Linked DNA regions of Sus scrofa: region 2 is linked to region 1. The links are chromatin contacts, called in public HiChIP or PLAC-seq maps. All regions are on one chromosome and are shown on one strand. Each heading gives the region's core, a stretch centred on a gene start, on an enhancer-like site or on the middle of the called end of the contact. The rest is flanking DNA. Distances are from core to core; before and after follow the strand shown. Region 1 overlaps EEPD1 (endonuclease/exonuclease/phosphatase family domain-containing protein 1). Region 2 has its middle 31 kb from the start of EEPD1.

The links. HiChIP or PLAC-seq counts read pairs in DNA pulled down with a chosen protein or histone mark.
Region 2: a contact with region 1 is called in an H3K27ac HiChIP or PLAC-seq map of alveolar macrophages. The contact joins two enhancer-like sites. A contact is called at or near these places in 6 of 47 Hi-C or Micro-C datasets (alveolar macrophages, embryonic fibroblasts, heart right ventricle and 2 more) and 2 of 2 datasets of contacts at active chromatin or transcription factors (alveolar macrophages and skeletal muscle).

The regions. Positions count from the first base shown.
Region 1 is chr18:37,823,170-37,830,150 of Sscrofa11.1, forward strand. It overlaps EEPD1 (endonuclease/exonuclease/phosphatase family domain-containing protein 1), which reads right to left. Exons shown (of 8, transcript XM_013985720.2): 7 at 2,337-2,531; 8 at 1,281-1,951. The coding sequence ends at 1,752. Among named protein-coding and RNA genes, the nearest start is that of KIAA0895, 110 kb to the left of the region's middle. Within about 2 kb of position 3,187, at least 20 of the 83 cell types and tissues checked have an H3K27ac peak or open chromatin away from gene starts, as enhancers often do. A contact at or near this core is called in alveolar macrophages, where this site is marked.
Region 2 is chr18:37,976,775-37,983,633 of Sscrofa11.1, forward strand. No RefSeq gene overlaps it. Among named protein-coding and RNA genes, the nearest start is that of EEPD1, 31 kb to the left of the region's middle. Within about 2 kb of position 4,372, at least 1 of the 83 cell types and tissues checked has an H3K27ac peak or open chromatin away from gene starts, as enhancers often do. A contact at or near this core is called in alveolar macrophages, where this site is marked.

The DNA of each region.
Region 1 (6,981 bases), core at 1,937-4,436:
ATGAGAAGTGCAGCTGCTGCAATTCAGCTCTCCAGCCTCCAGCTCAAATCAAATGACCCTCACAAAGGTCATCTAATTGGATTTTTTAATCCCCCTCTTCTCACTTAAGAAGGCTTTCCAGTTTTGCTGCAAAAATCTGCAGCAAATAAGGCTAAAAGGACTTAAGGCATCTTGCTGGTGAATGCAGGTAGAGGTTTTCACTTTAGAGGAAGCATCAAACAAAGATCAGCTTAGCAGCCGAGCAGCCTTTCCTACCTGCCACGACTTTGCACACTAACTGGGCTGCTGTTGGTCCAGGCTCAGCCAGCACAGGTTCCGGGCCTCCTGTGGAGAGATGCCCCCTTGGAGCAGGCATGGCTGATGCCCAGGTGCCCTCAGAGCCCCCAGAAAAGGGCTCCCTTCCCACCCACAACCAGTGATGCTCTATGGAGCCAGGTGGCACCAAAGGTGGCCTTTAGTGGACAACAGGCCCCTTTCACTCCCCATGCAGGCCCGGGCCCAACAAGCCACGGCATTCACACGGGTGGTGATGGTGACACAATCGCTCAGTACTGACACTCACAGTGTTGGCAGCATCGGGCTGACCCGTGGACGTGGGCTCTGGACTGAGTGTGGATCCTGGCTGGACACGTACTGGTTGTGAGATCTTCGGAAGTGAAGTTCAGTTTCTTCGGCTGAGAAATGGCCATTACAATCCTGGCCTCACGGGGACCTCCGGGAGAACCTGGTCTGGGGATGGGCAGGGTGGCTGGTGGCCGTTAACACGGGCTTCACGCTCCCCCAACACCCACCCCCGAGAGGGGCTCTCCCTCCCTTGGTGCTCCCGGGCTTAGCTTCCTGGGGCTCCAGAATCAACAGCTAGTCCTCGGAATCAAGGCTGGGAAACCGGAAGGGAACAGGGGGGAGCAGGAAAGCAGGGTGGAGAGGACGTTATGATGGGATCCTCGTCCCGCACCGGGAAACCGACGCTGCGTCTGGAGGCACAAAGGATGCTTCAAGTAACAGACGGTCGGCAGAGGGGTCCGAGGATGGAGGACGGGACGGAGGGAGGAGGTGATATAAAGATCTCACTGCCGTCTCGGGGGCTCAGCGCGGTGGGACAGGCGCCTTTGCAAGGTCTCAAGGTAAGGATGTAAAATGGACATGCTCCTGGGGGGTGAGGGTGCATCGTGTTCAGGACCCGCAGCCCAGAGCCCCCCCAGAGGCATCAGAAGGGGGCACCAAACACGTACGGCAGGGGCACCCCCCCCCACACACACAAGGCTCTCACTGCAGCCACGTAGGTTCATCTCTTGTTTATTTTGTTCCAAACAAAACTAAAAATCACCACTCAAAATATCTGAGGAGCGTGCTCAAGTTAAAAGCTGTATGGAATTTGCAGCCGGAACATCGCAGACGGGTGGTCAGAAACGAGGGCTCCGGGCACTGCCGGGCAGGTCCTGCTGGCGGAGCGTCTCTCTCCGCCTTGAGCCTCCAACGGCGCTGCTGTCCAGGAGCGGGGGGGCCGCCGGGGGCACCCCGGTTGGCGGCATCGGCAGAGAGAAGATATTCCGGGTCTCCCCTGGGCTTCTGATGTGAGCATCCGGCTCCTCGAGGGCCGGACGGGCTCCTTCCTTGAGAGTCCAGAGAGGTCCACACAGGGCGCAGGCGGGCGAGGCCGGGGCTGAGGCCGGAGCTCGGGCTCTGCATCTTCACCCGGAGGGCGAGCTCCTCGCCTCCGGGGTTGCGGGTGGAAAACCGACTTGGCGTCATCATCGCTCGTGCTTAATGTTGGCCTCACTTGGCTCTAGGGTGACCCCGCTGCTGTTCCGAGGGCCCTCCTTCCTGCTGCCGTCCTTCTCCGTGTAAAACTCGGCGAGCACGGGGCAGTGTTCCGAAGCCACTCCGCCCCAGGACCAGTTGTCTGGAATCCAAGGGTTCGTGAGGCCTTCTCTCACGACAGCCCAGTGACCTGGAGGCAGAGGGGAGAGGGACCCAGAGGTCAGGCTGGGGGCTGGGAGGTCATAGGCCAGCCGGCAGCGGTGGGGTGGGCTCCCCGACAAGACCCCCCCAGCCATCCTGTCTGCCTGTGCAAACTGTCTCAGCTCAGAACGAGGTCTGTCCAGGACACACTTGCCTTCCCCCGCTGCAGATCAGTGAGTGCCTTTCATTATTTTTCACACCCTCCTTCACTCTTAAAGTGGCTCTGTTTGAATACAGCCACCTAAAAGTTAACCCCAAAAGAGGCCCACAGAGGAGGGAAATTCGCTTGTGGCTTTTATTCAGACCAAATGATCTGAAAGCATCAGTTCAGACGGGTGTCTCTTACTGGTTTCTGAACAGCACTTATGCTTTACCTGTGAAAACCTTCTTTAAGCTTTTACTGATCCAGATGTTGTCCAGCGTCTTCGAGCCTTGAGGATTCTTGGTGCTGATGTTGGTGAAGGTGTGCGCGGGGATCAGGGGGTGGAATTTCTCCTTCCTCAAGATGTCGTAGTCACTGCTGTCTGGCCCCTGGCCGAAATCCCCTAAGACGATCACATCTTTTTCTCCTGGAAGTAGAAGAAAGAAAGTCAGGAATGAATGAGGTGAAATAAACCAACACTGATCACAGCTCCTTTGAGCGGGAGGAGGACTCTCATTTGACTCCCCAAAGTTATTCTCCCAATTTTTCCAAATTCCTTGCGCAAAACCCCGCCTCTTCCCTGCAACTTTAAGGGTAGGTCAGTGACACATCTGGAGATGTGATGCAGAGATCACTGTTGTTCTGGATCATGGGTTCCAAATCTCACAGCATAGAAGGCTTAAAAGTCACACTTAGATATTTAACAAAAGCTCAACAAACACTTAAGGAGCACAGAGGAGACCTCATGGAGATGCAGGGAGAAGTCGGCCTCTACAAGTCAAGGAGAAGAAACCAACCCCGCCCACACCTTGATCATGGACCTTCCAGCCTCTGGAACTGTGAGAAAGCAAGTGTCTGTTGTCGAAGCCACCCAGTCTGTGGCATTTTGTCATGGTGGCCCGAGGAGACTCAGACAAAGTGGAAAGCTTTTCTTTTTAAAGTATTTCAACATTTCTGTCAGAGTTTGATTTACTAGAGTAAGTGAGATAGTTGTGAAGTCTTTTCCAAAGTGAGTAGATCATTCAGGAAGGCCAGATGGCCTAGCTACATTCCCTGGGATTCCCACTGACGGCCCAACTGGACCGTCACTTCCTGTCTCGAGGTTCCCTTCAGTGGAGCCAGGTTACCGCAGGGAACGGCATTCTTGTCACACCCTTCAAGGGAAGCTTTAAGGAAAGCAGTTCATAAACGAGGGCCAAATGCATCTGAGACCCTCAGCAAATCTTTTTCCTTGATGCAAATGTGCTTCAGTAATAATGGCTGGAGAAAGAAATTGAAAGGGAAATAACACAAAGCTACCAGCAGAGGGCACTCGTGCCCTGCCCGTGACCGCCTCCTCCAGGGGGCGCGAGGGACAGAAGCCTTTTCCGCAGTCACAGTGTGACCCACAGAGATGTAATCCCTCCTGCTAGATCACAGCTACCTTGGCACCCAGAGCAGGGCAAGCCCAACCAAGCTGTCTTGAGAAATCAGTGCCAACTTCCCACAGGAAAGCCAACTAGAGAATATTACTACTGACAAGTTACACGTGGCCAGGGCTCATGACCCTCTGCTGAGCCCTCGCAGGGTATCAGGCCCTGAGAGGTGGAAGGGTTTGCTCACATCCCCCAGGCAGCTCTCAAACCCAGGGCTCTTAACAAAGAGCGAGAACAGAAAAGCCCCCCATGCCTGGAGCAGAGCCTGCTGCCTGGCAGACCCTCGATCCACACGTGTGGAATAAATGGTGACAGAGAGACGAGAAAAACCTCAGATTTAAAGTGCAGGGTATTTTTGAAAAGAAAGAAGAGAAAGATGCTACATTTACTGAATATCACGGAAAACGGATATTAAGAAAGATGGAGGCAGAAGGTTCCCACGTAGAGCTTTTTTCACGGGGATGCAAGCCTATAAAGTTTGGACTGGAAAAGACAATTCCGAAACCAGGAGAGACGCTGGTGCCAAGGACCAATAAACTCAGCTCTGTGTAATGTCAGGGATGACAACACAGCTCTTTTTTTTTTCTTTGTCTTTTGTCTTCTTAGGGCCGCACCCTCGGCATATGGAGGTTCCCAGGCTAGGGGTTGAATCCGAGCTGCAGCTGCCAGCCTATGCCACAGCCACAGCCATGCCTCTGTGCCCTACACCACAGCTCATGGCAACGTCAGATTCTTAACCCAGTGAGTGAGGCCAGGGATCGAACCTGCGTCCTCATGGATGGTAGTCAGATTTGTTTCCACTGAGCCACGATGGGAACTCTGACACAACTCTTTTTGAACTGAATCATCCAGGTTTCTTACAACTCATCTTCTTCCTCTCTCTCTTTTTGTTTTACAGCACACCTGAGGCATACAGAGGTTCCTGGGCTAGGGGCCAAACTGGAGCGTCAGCTGTATGTCTACACCACAGCCACAGCAACACAGGATCTGAGCCACATCTGTGACCTACACCACAGCTCGCGGCAACACCGGATCCTTAACCCACTGAGCCAGGCCAGGGTTTGAACCTGCATCCTCACGGATACTATGTTGGGTTCTTAACCCACTGAGCCACAACGGGAACTCCAGTCTTCTTTAGAGGCCACAGATATGCATGGGCCTGAATTCTCCTAAAGGGCCGTTCACCAGGGTGGGCTCCTTAATTGTTTTCTTAGTTTCCAGAAGTGAGGGGAGAACGCGCAGGGCCGATTTCCTCAGAGCCTCTAGACGTAGGGTCTCAGGAGCTGGTCCCCAGTGGGGGCAGGTCTTCCCTGGAGGCCGAGCCCCTCTCCGCCCTGTGTCACTCCTGCTGGTTTGCAGAGCAGGCCCCACCCGGGGCTGAGTTCCAGCAGAGAATGGGGATCCGCCCCCGCCGACGTCAACGGGGTGCACATTCCAGACGAGGGCAGAAAGGCCCAGCGTCTGCTAATCGATGGCTCTGTTTGCCCTGATAGGAAGACGCCTGTGGAATAAAGACTCAGCCTTTGTTTCGGCTGAACCGCCTGCCTCTGCGCATCGATTTAGCCTCGCCGGCCTCTGGGCTGCAGCGCTTCCCGAATCCCGGCTCTGCCGCGTCGCCGGCAGCAATGAGGTCGATGTTAGTTATAAGCAGGGGGTGGCAGGGACATGAGTCACTGTCCCTACCTGGGCACGTCAAGGCCGAGTCAGATGTGGGTCAATAGTCCCCTGGCACCTCGAAACAATACCCTGCCCAGGTTTTCTGACATAAACTGGATGCCTGGCTGGCTATCAGAAAAAACAGCGAGGGCCTGAGGTTATCAGAGAAGGTGGGAACTGGCGTACTTTGTTCAGTGCTTCCGTGTAAGGAAAAGCCGAAGCCTGAGTTTGAGAACAAGGGAAATGTCCACAGATTTAAAAGCTATCAAGTCATCATTTTTCATAGGTTAGAAACTCTTGGGTAAAAGATCTCAACCTAAATAACCTTCTGACTTTTTTTTTAGCCCAAAGGTTCATCATTTTTGTTTTGTTTTGTTTTCTTTTCTTTTCTAGGGCCACAGCGGCGTTTGGAGCTTCCCAGGCTAGGGGTCGAATCGGAGCTCTAGCTGCCAGTCTACACCATGGCCACAGCAAGCCATGTCTGCAACCTACACCACAGCTCACGGCAACGCCAGATCTTTAACCCTCTGAGTGAAGCCAGGGATTGAACTCGCAGCCTCATGGTTCCCAGTCGGATTTGTTTCCATTGCGCCACAATGGGAACTGCAAAGATTCGTAATTTAAGGGGAATGCGGGTCACAGCACCTCCTGGTTCAGAGGTCAGCGGCATACCCAGGTTCATTATTCACAGTGATTCACAACAGCCAAGAGCTGGAAACAACCCGCGTGTCCACTGACTGAGGAAGGGAATAGCACTGGGCCCTAAAAGGAAAGGAAACGCTGACACCACAAACCATGAAGACATAAGGTGAGCAAAATAAGCTAGCCGAAGGACAAACAGTCTGAGAGTCTACTTATGTGAGATACCTAGAGTCGTCCATTCACAGGGTTGTTAGGGTTTGGGGGAAAAGGGGGAATGAGGAGTTTGTGTTTAATGGAAACAGAGTTTCAGTTTGGAAGATGAAAAAGTTCTAGAGGTAGATGGTGGTGACGGTTGGGAAACTGTAAATGCACCTAATACGACTGACCTGTACGATAAACGATGGTTAAGACAGTAAATTTCTTTTTTGTTGTTGTTTTGTCTTTTTAGGGCTGTACCTGTAGCATATGGAGGTTCCCAGGCTAGGGGTCACATCGCTGGTCCCCCATCAGATGGGGGCTTGAGAGGCAGTGACCGGCCTGATGCCCTATAACTGCCAAAGGAGCTAAGATTAAAACCCAGTTTCTCTGTCAGCTTCAGGGATTCCTGAGTCCCTGCATCCCACCAGGGAGAACAGGACTTTCCCACCACGGCACCAACTGGCTCTCTTTCACGAGAAGGGCATGTGCAGACCCGCAAGGGGCACCAACATGGGGGCATACCTGGGGCAGCAGAGCCCAGGATGAGTTGTCATGTGGGAGGGCCTCATCACTTAATATCTTCCCCCAATCTTTTCCATCCAAAAGAAGCTGAAGATCAAAGCATGGGCAGAAGACCTAAGTAGACATTTCTCCGAAGAAGACATGCACATGGCCAGGGGGCACATGAAAAGATGCTCAACATCACTAGTCATTACAGAAATGCAAGTCAAAACTACCATGAGGTACCACCCCACCCTGACCAGAATGGCCATCATTAGTAAGTCCACAAATAACAAAGGCTGGAGAGGGTATGGAGGAAAGGGAACCCTCCTACACTGATGGTGGGAATGTAAATGAGCACAACCACTATGGAAAACAGTGTAGAGGTTCCTCAGAAAACCAAATATAGAACTGCCATATGAGCTAGCAATCCCACTCCTGGGCATATATCTGGACAAAACCAGA
Region 2 (6,859 bases), core at 3,122-5,621, 150 kb after region 1:
TTTAAAAGAGCTCATGGTTATTTAGAAGCCTGAAAGAGAAAGAAGCATCTGAAACACCATTGTCAGAACAATGTAGAGAAATTGAATTGCAATGACAATTAGTCTGATAGGCTAAAGTAAATGAAAAGTCTCATCAATATTTCTTTTTATTTATTTTTTTGGAAATGATTTTCTTCCTACCCCCATTTTAATTTTGTCTTATAATTTTTGTCAGAATAGAAGTTCTTCCATTTTTAGACCAAGCATTGCTGTGAATCATGCTACATTAAAAATGAAAGTTTGCACTCATGGCAACTAACGGTGCTGGGAAATAGAAACACGATCCTCTATTAAAACTGCATGAGATGAACAGTGTCCCTGAAGAAAGCTTTTTAAAGAAAACTAGTCCTGCCATTTGCTGGGGCCAAAATACACACTCAAGTTTCCCTTCTTGGAGTCACAACCAACTGAAATAGACGTGGCTTCCGTGGAAAGGACATGGTGTGACAGGAATCACCAGGTTCAGGGTGGAGGGACCTGAGCAAATTCCTTAGACCCTCTGAGCTGCCATTCCCTCGATGCGGTGGCTTGACCAGTGGGTCTCAAATGATTTGGAGGTTATAAAAGCAACTAGGCCATTGGAGAACACCTGCTTACTTTTCTCACCTAATTTTCTTTCAACACTCTCCTTCTTGTCCCAAATTCCCCTGAATCCAGCATCAGACTGCCAACATGGCTTCATCATCCTTGCCTCTTTGCGGTTTCACCAATGGAGAGGTGGGCTCCCCAAAATGTAGATCCCATCAGGACAATGGCAGAGGCCTTAGCCATCCCCCACTCCCAAATCCATCCCCCAAACCGATGCCTTTCTCTTGAGACTCTTCCTTTTCCACCTTCAAACTGAAATTCCTAGGTGGAAAGCACTTCTTTCCAAAATTTTAACTATAAAATAATAAAATGAAATCTTGAGACCAGACCACTCTGCTGCATCTCTTATTTCTAGGAGAGAAACCCAACACCCAGGTGGGTAAAGCAGATTCCCCAAGGTCACAGAACTCTTAGCGACAGAGCCAGGACTAAAGCCCATGTTTTCCTGTCAACACCGTCATGTTTTTATTACCCAGGGGAGGGAAAGGAAGGAATATTTCTGAGGATCTATTATGTGCCCTGTAACTCAAATGACCTGGAAATGCTGATAGATATCATTGACTCCATTGTACAGATGAGGAAATTAAGACTCAGAATACCTTCCCTACAGAAACAGACTCACAGCCATAGAGACAAGAGCTGTGGCTGCCAAGGGGGAGAGAGGAGGGAGTGGGATGGACTGGGCGTTTGGGTTTAGTAGATGCAAACTCTTATAACTAGAATAGATAAGCAATGAGGCTCACTGTACAGCACAGGGAACGATAGTCTCTTGGAATAGACTATGATGGAAGAGAATACAAGGAAGGGAATGCGCGTGCATATATATGTGTGACTGAGTCACTTGGCTGTTCAGCAGAAATTTTCACAACATTGTAAACCAACTATACGCTAATAAAACATTTAAAAGAAAAAGAATAACTTCCCTAAATTCGTCTTTGTGGCAGGAAAATGAGAAACTCTTCTACTTCCAAAATTTTGCTTCACGCTTCTATTGCCCTCACTTTCATTCAAAAGAAGACTTTTCCTCTGGAACTTTTCTGAGTAAGAAAACCTAAGCATTCTTTTTTCACATGGATCTTGGGCGAGAGGTAAGATCTCAAGGGAGCCCGAGTGTTGTCCTGGTGTTGGACAAGAGGAAAAACCTGTTGTTGGGGGCAGGGGGGCGGTCAGGAAGGTGGAACCAGAGAGATGACAAAAGGCCACACATGGGCCTCCATGAGACCCCTTTTGAGACCCCAGAAACGTCGGCACATCTCTTCAACTTATGGAATGTTTGAATGTGGGGAGTTTTCTTAACAGAAAGTGGTGAAGGATGGACAGAACAGAGGTGAGTCATGTGGGAGTTGGGGACCAAGGGGAAAAGCCCAGAGAAATCGCAGGGAAGGCCCGGCTCCCTAAACCCAGGGTGTTAATTAGGTTTCAGGTTAAATGTTCCAAGGAGGAGGGGTGGGGTGGGGAAGCCACCTGACATCTGATTCCCCTGGTCTGAGGCTGGTGACCCCAATGAAATGGTGACACGGCCAACAGCCATCTCACACCTTGAATCTTGGGAGAGAAGCTTGCTCTTGCTTGATGGGTTTCAGCCTCCTCTCAGGGGCTCTCACAGACCCCCAAGAACACACATGCAAGCATCGAGTACAGCATCAAGTACACGCCTAAGGGCCACATCCTCTGAATTTCCTTGCCAGCAGTAGGGTTTTTGCAGGATATCCGTGTACATGAGCCTTGGGTTTTGTTTAAAGCACCAACTCACAACTCTGACTCAAAGAATACTTATCGGGAGCAACTAACTACATGAAATGCAGAGATGCATGTATCTGGTGAGTGCTGAGGGGGAATTGCTGTCCAGGGAGGAAGGAGACCCAGTGACAAATCACCATCCGAGGGCTCCAGAGAGCCAGCCCTGCACAGTGACTGCATGAGGGTGTGGGGGCTAACTGGGCTTGGGGGCGTTAAGGAAGCCTCTGCAGAGGCCATGAGGGCAGTGAAGGACAGGGAATCATGTGCCAGGAGCAGCAGCAAAAGGGCAGGCTCATCCAGGTGGGAAAATCAGGACTTTTAAATATTGATGTAATTTTGAGGGCAGAATCAACTAGAAAAAAAAGACGGTCAACCACAGTCAGATAAAGGCAGAACCAGTTCTCAAGATAATTAGAGGGCTTCGGCTCCCCCATCGACATCAATTTTATTAGTGTTGTTTGAACTTATCCTTACCGTTAATGGCTTCACAGCCACCCACTCCCCAGGCAGCTTCCTGGCAACCCCAGATCTCTGATCTAATTTTATTCCTGCGAAGTTTGGATTTAGAAGAAAATGCGCAGCAGCCTCACTGGGGAGAAGAAGGCTGGAGGAAAATGGTAAGTGCACGCCCCTGGAGAGCCCATGGGGTGGAAGGAGAAAGTAGGGGGATGGTTTCCAGGGGCAATACCCACAGAGTGACAGCATTTTATGTCACCGCCCAACTACTGTATTTACCCACCTCTGGGGAGGGTGACACAAGTGTCTGGAATGTGTATCTTATTTTTGCCCTGCCTACGTTTACATCCATAAAACGAGCAGAAAGGACTAATGAGTCTGGTTGGTCTGGGCAGGAACACTGCCTGCATTTTCCTTGGGCTGGTACTCTCGAGGCCATAAAAGGGCGCGTCCCAGGAAGGATGGGTGTTCACAGTTATGTGGCCCAGTGTGTGAGTGTGTCTGTGCAGAGAGGTGTGTTCCCAGCTGTACCAGGAGCACAGGGACAGGTACAACCACGACGCTATGACTCAGGCCTAAGGTGGGTGGAAGAGGAGACAGCACGTATTAATATAAAATCAGCACTCCCTCCTGGGCCCGCAGGAGGCCAGCCTTTGCCACTCCCTGCTGATGCCAGGCGGTTCTGATGTTTGGGGAATTCTCTAAGTCTAATTCTCTTTTGTGATCTATTGTCAACACCCATTGGCCTATGGGTTCAATGCAATCTCAATCAAAATTCCAGCAGAACGAAATACTCTGCTCTGTGAAAGATGCTGATGCCATTAAGACAAGCCATAGACTATTTGCAAAAGACCTAACTGATAGGAGACTCTTATCCAAGATATACCCAGAACACTTAAAATCCAACAATAGAAAAGTGAGCGACCCAATTTAAAAAAATGGCCAAAAGACCTGAATGGACACCTCATGGCAAGTAAGCATATAGAAAGATGTTAAACATAATATACAAATTTAAAAAGCCATGAGATACACTAAAAACCTATTGAAATGGCCAAAATCGAAAACACTACACACTAATGGAAAAGCAATATGGTACAGCCCCTTTGAAAGACAGTTTGGTAGTTTCTTACAAAACAAACACCCTCCAGCCATATGATCAAGCAATTATGCTCCTTGATATTTATCCAAAGTTGACAAAATACCCACACAAAAACTTGCACATGGGTATTCTGGGCATAACTGCCCAAATGTGGAAGCAGCCAAGAAGTCCTTCAGTAGGTGAATGGATAAATAAACTGTGGTACATCCAGACAACGGAATATGGTTCAGTGATAAAAAGAAATGAGCTATCAAGCCATGAACAGACACGGAGGAAACTTAAATACATATTACACATTCTACAATCTGAAAAGGGAACATACTGTATGTGATTCCAACCATGTGACATTCTGGATAAGGCAAAACTGTGGAGACAGTGAAAAGATCAGGGCTTACCAGGGGTTGTGGGGAGGGAAGGATGAGTAGTCGGAGCACAGAGGACTTTTAGGGCAGTGAAACTACTCTCTATGACACTATAATGGTGCGTATGTGTCATCATACATTTGTCCAAACCCATAGAATGTACAACACCAAGAATGAAATGTTGTAACATAAACTCTGGGCTCTGGGTAATAATGACGTGTCAATGTAAGTTCATCATTTGTAACTAATGCACCACTCTTGAGAGATGATGATGGGGGGCAGGGAATGTATAGGAAATCTCGGGACCTTCCACTACATTTTTCTATGAACCTAAAACTGTTTTTATTTTATTTTATTTTATTTTATTTTGTCTTTTTGCCTTTTCTTGAAATGCTCCTGTGGCATATGGAAGTTCCCAGGCTAGGGGTCTAATTGGAGCTGTAGCCACTGGCCTACACCACAGCAACGCGGGATCCAAGCGGCATCTGCGACCCACACCACAGCTCACAGCAACACCGGATCCTTAACCCAATGAGCAAGGCCAGGGATCGAACCCGCCACCTCGTGGTTCCTAGTTGGATTCATTAACCACTGCGCCACGACGGGAACTCCTAAAACTGTTTAAAATAAAATGCCTATTAAATACGCAAAGAAAGAATGTAGAAGTCTTGCTCTTTCGACCTACAGATGCAACCATTACATTTAAAGATACCCAAATGGACATAGGAAGCTCTCTGTCTTGTCGAAGGGAAGAATCTGTAAATAACTGCACATAAGAAATGAAAACACGATGAAAGCTGTTATTCCCTCAGCTGTATAGAAATTAATAAGATGCTTTCTCGTGTCTTATCCAATGGAAGATTTTCATATAGTATCATGATGCCAATTAAGTTGTGGCATCATATTGAGATCAATTATTCAGAGTTTAAAGAAAGTGGGATTCAGTGGTTTAGGGTGTCAACATTATGAGCAATTTAAAGGCCAAGTGGATTACAGCTTCTTGAACCAGAAATGAAAAGGCCACTGAAGCATCCTACAGGTTGTAATTTCTAATAAAGTGAATATTGATCATGAATCCACATGAACAAAACTCTTCGGGTTCCCCCCACTTTGTTGTGTGAGTAAGAGAGTAAAGTAAGAAGGCTACCTGAGGTTACCCCTAGCAGTGACAGGTCCATTTCTTGTTATGACCTCTTCAGGAGCAGTTTTTATGGAATTCCAGGCATCTATATCAATCCTTGGCTGCCTCTAGGATTTTGGTCCTTCTAGCTCTCAGGGGGCTGGCTTTGGGTCACCTGAAGGATTTTCACCAATATTAGCTTTCTTCTTCTTCTTGAATTTCTCTCTTATAAAACAATACTCTTTCTCTACTCACAGTACTTCTGACACCAAATGTGTGGGTTTTCCACACCAAGCAGTTCTCCTGTTATCTATGGACACTAAGTGGGTGTCCTATACTTTTATTCAATTCTGATTCTAATTGCTCTGTATGAGTGCAGACCCCACAGGTTGAAGGCTCAGTTCCACAAGACTGCCCCCCTTTTGTTGCCAGTTGCAAAGAGTGAGCCCCCAGGTTCCCCCACCTCTGTTTGACTTAGCTGCAAATTGGGGTTCCCAGGATTCCCTCCTCAAGGGCCAGTCATTCTCTATAATGGCTCACAGAATGCAGGGAAACTATTTATTATTCCTGATTTATTGTAAAGTATATTATGGAAGATTAGTTGACATCCAAAAGAAGAGCTACATACAGCAAGATGAGAAAGTTCTGAAGCTCAGAAGCGTCTTTTCCCGTGAAGTTTGGGCATATATCACCCTCCTGGCACCTGGATGCCTTCACCAACCCAGAAGCTCTAACCCTTTAGTTTTATGGAGGCTCTTTACAGGCGAGATAGATTGAATCATTCACCACTGGTGATTAATCCCCAGCCCCTTTTCCCTCCCTGGAAGTTAGGTGGTGAGATGAGACTTAAAGTTCCAACGCACTAATCACATGGTTGGTTACTATGGCAACCTGCCACCATCCTAGGAGGTCAGCTACCTAAGATGCTACCTAGGGGCCCTTAGCTACCAGTCACCTAATTAACATAAATTTTGTTCTAATTGAAAGGAGCTTATTATGAATAATGAAAGATGTTCCTTCACCCCATCACTCAGGAATTATAAGGAATTTTAAGGAATTGAGGTTTTAGAAGCTCTGTGCCAGGAACTGGGGATGAAAACCACATACATGTTTCACTGATGTCACAGTCTACTTTGCTTGTTATTTTTCTTCTTCCTCTATTTTCCCCACTTCTCATTTTTTTCTTCTTTTTCTTTTTAAAAATTTTCCTTTTTATTTAAATTAAATTTTTTCTTTGTTCTTTTAGCTTTATTTCCCAATTTTTATTTTTGCTTTATTCTTTCATTTTTATCACCTTGTACTTTTTCTCATTTTTTCTTTATTGTTTTTCTCATTTTCTTCTTCTTTTTTTTTTTCTTGTTAAGGCCACACCTGGCACATAGGAAAGTTCCCAGGCTAGGGGTCAAACCAGAGCTGCAGCTGCCAGCCTGCGACACAGCCATAGCAATACCATAT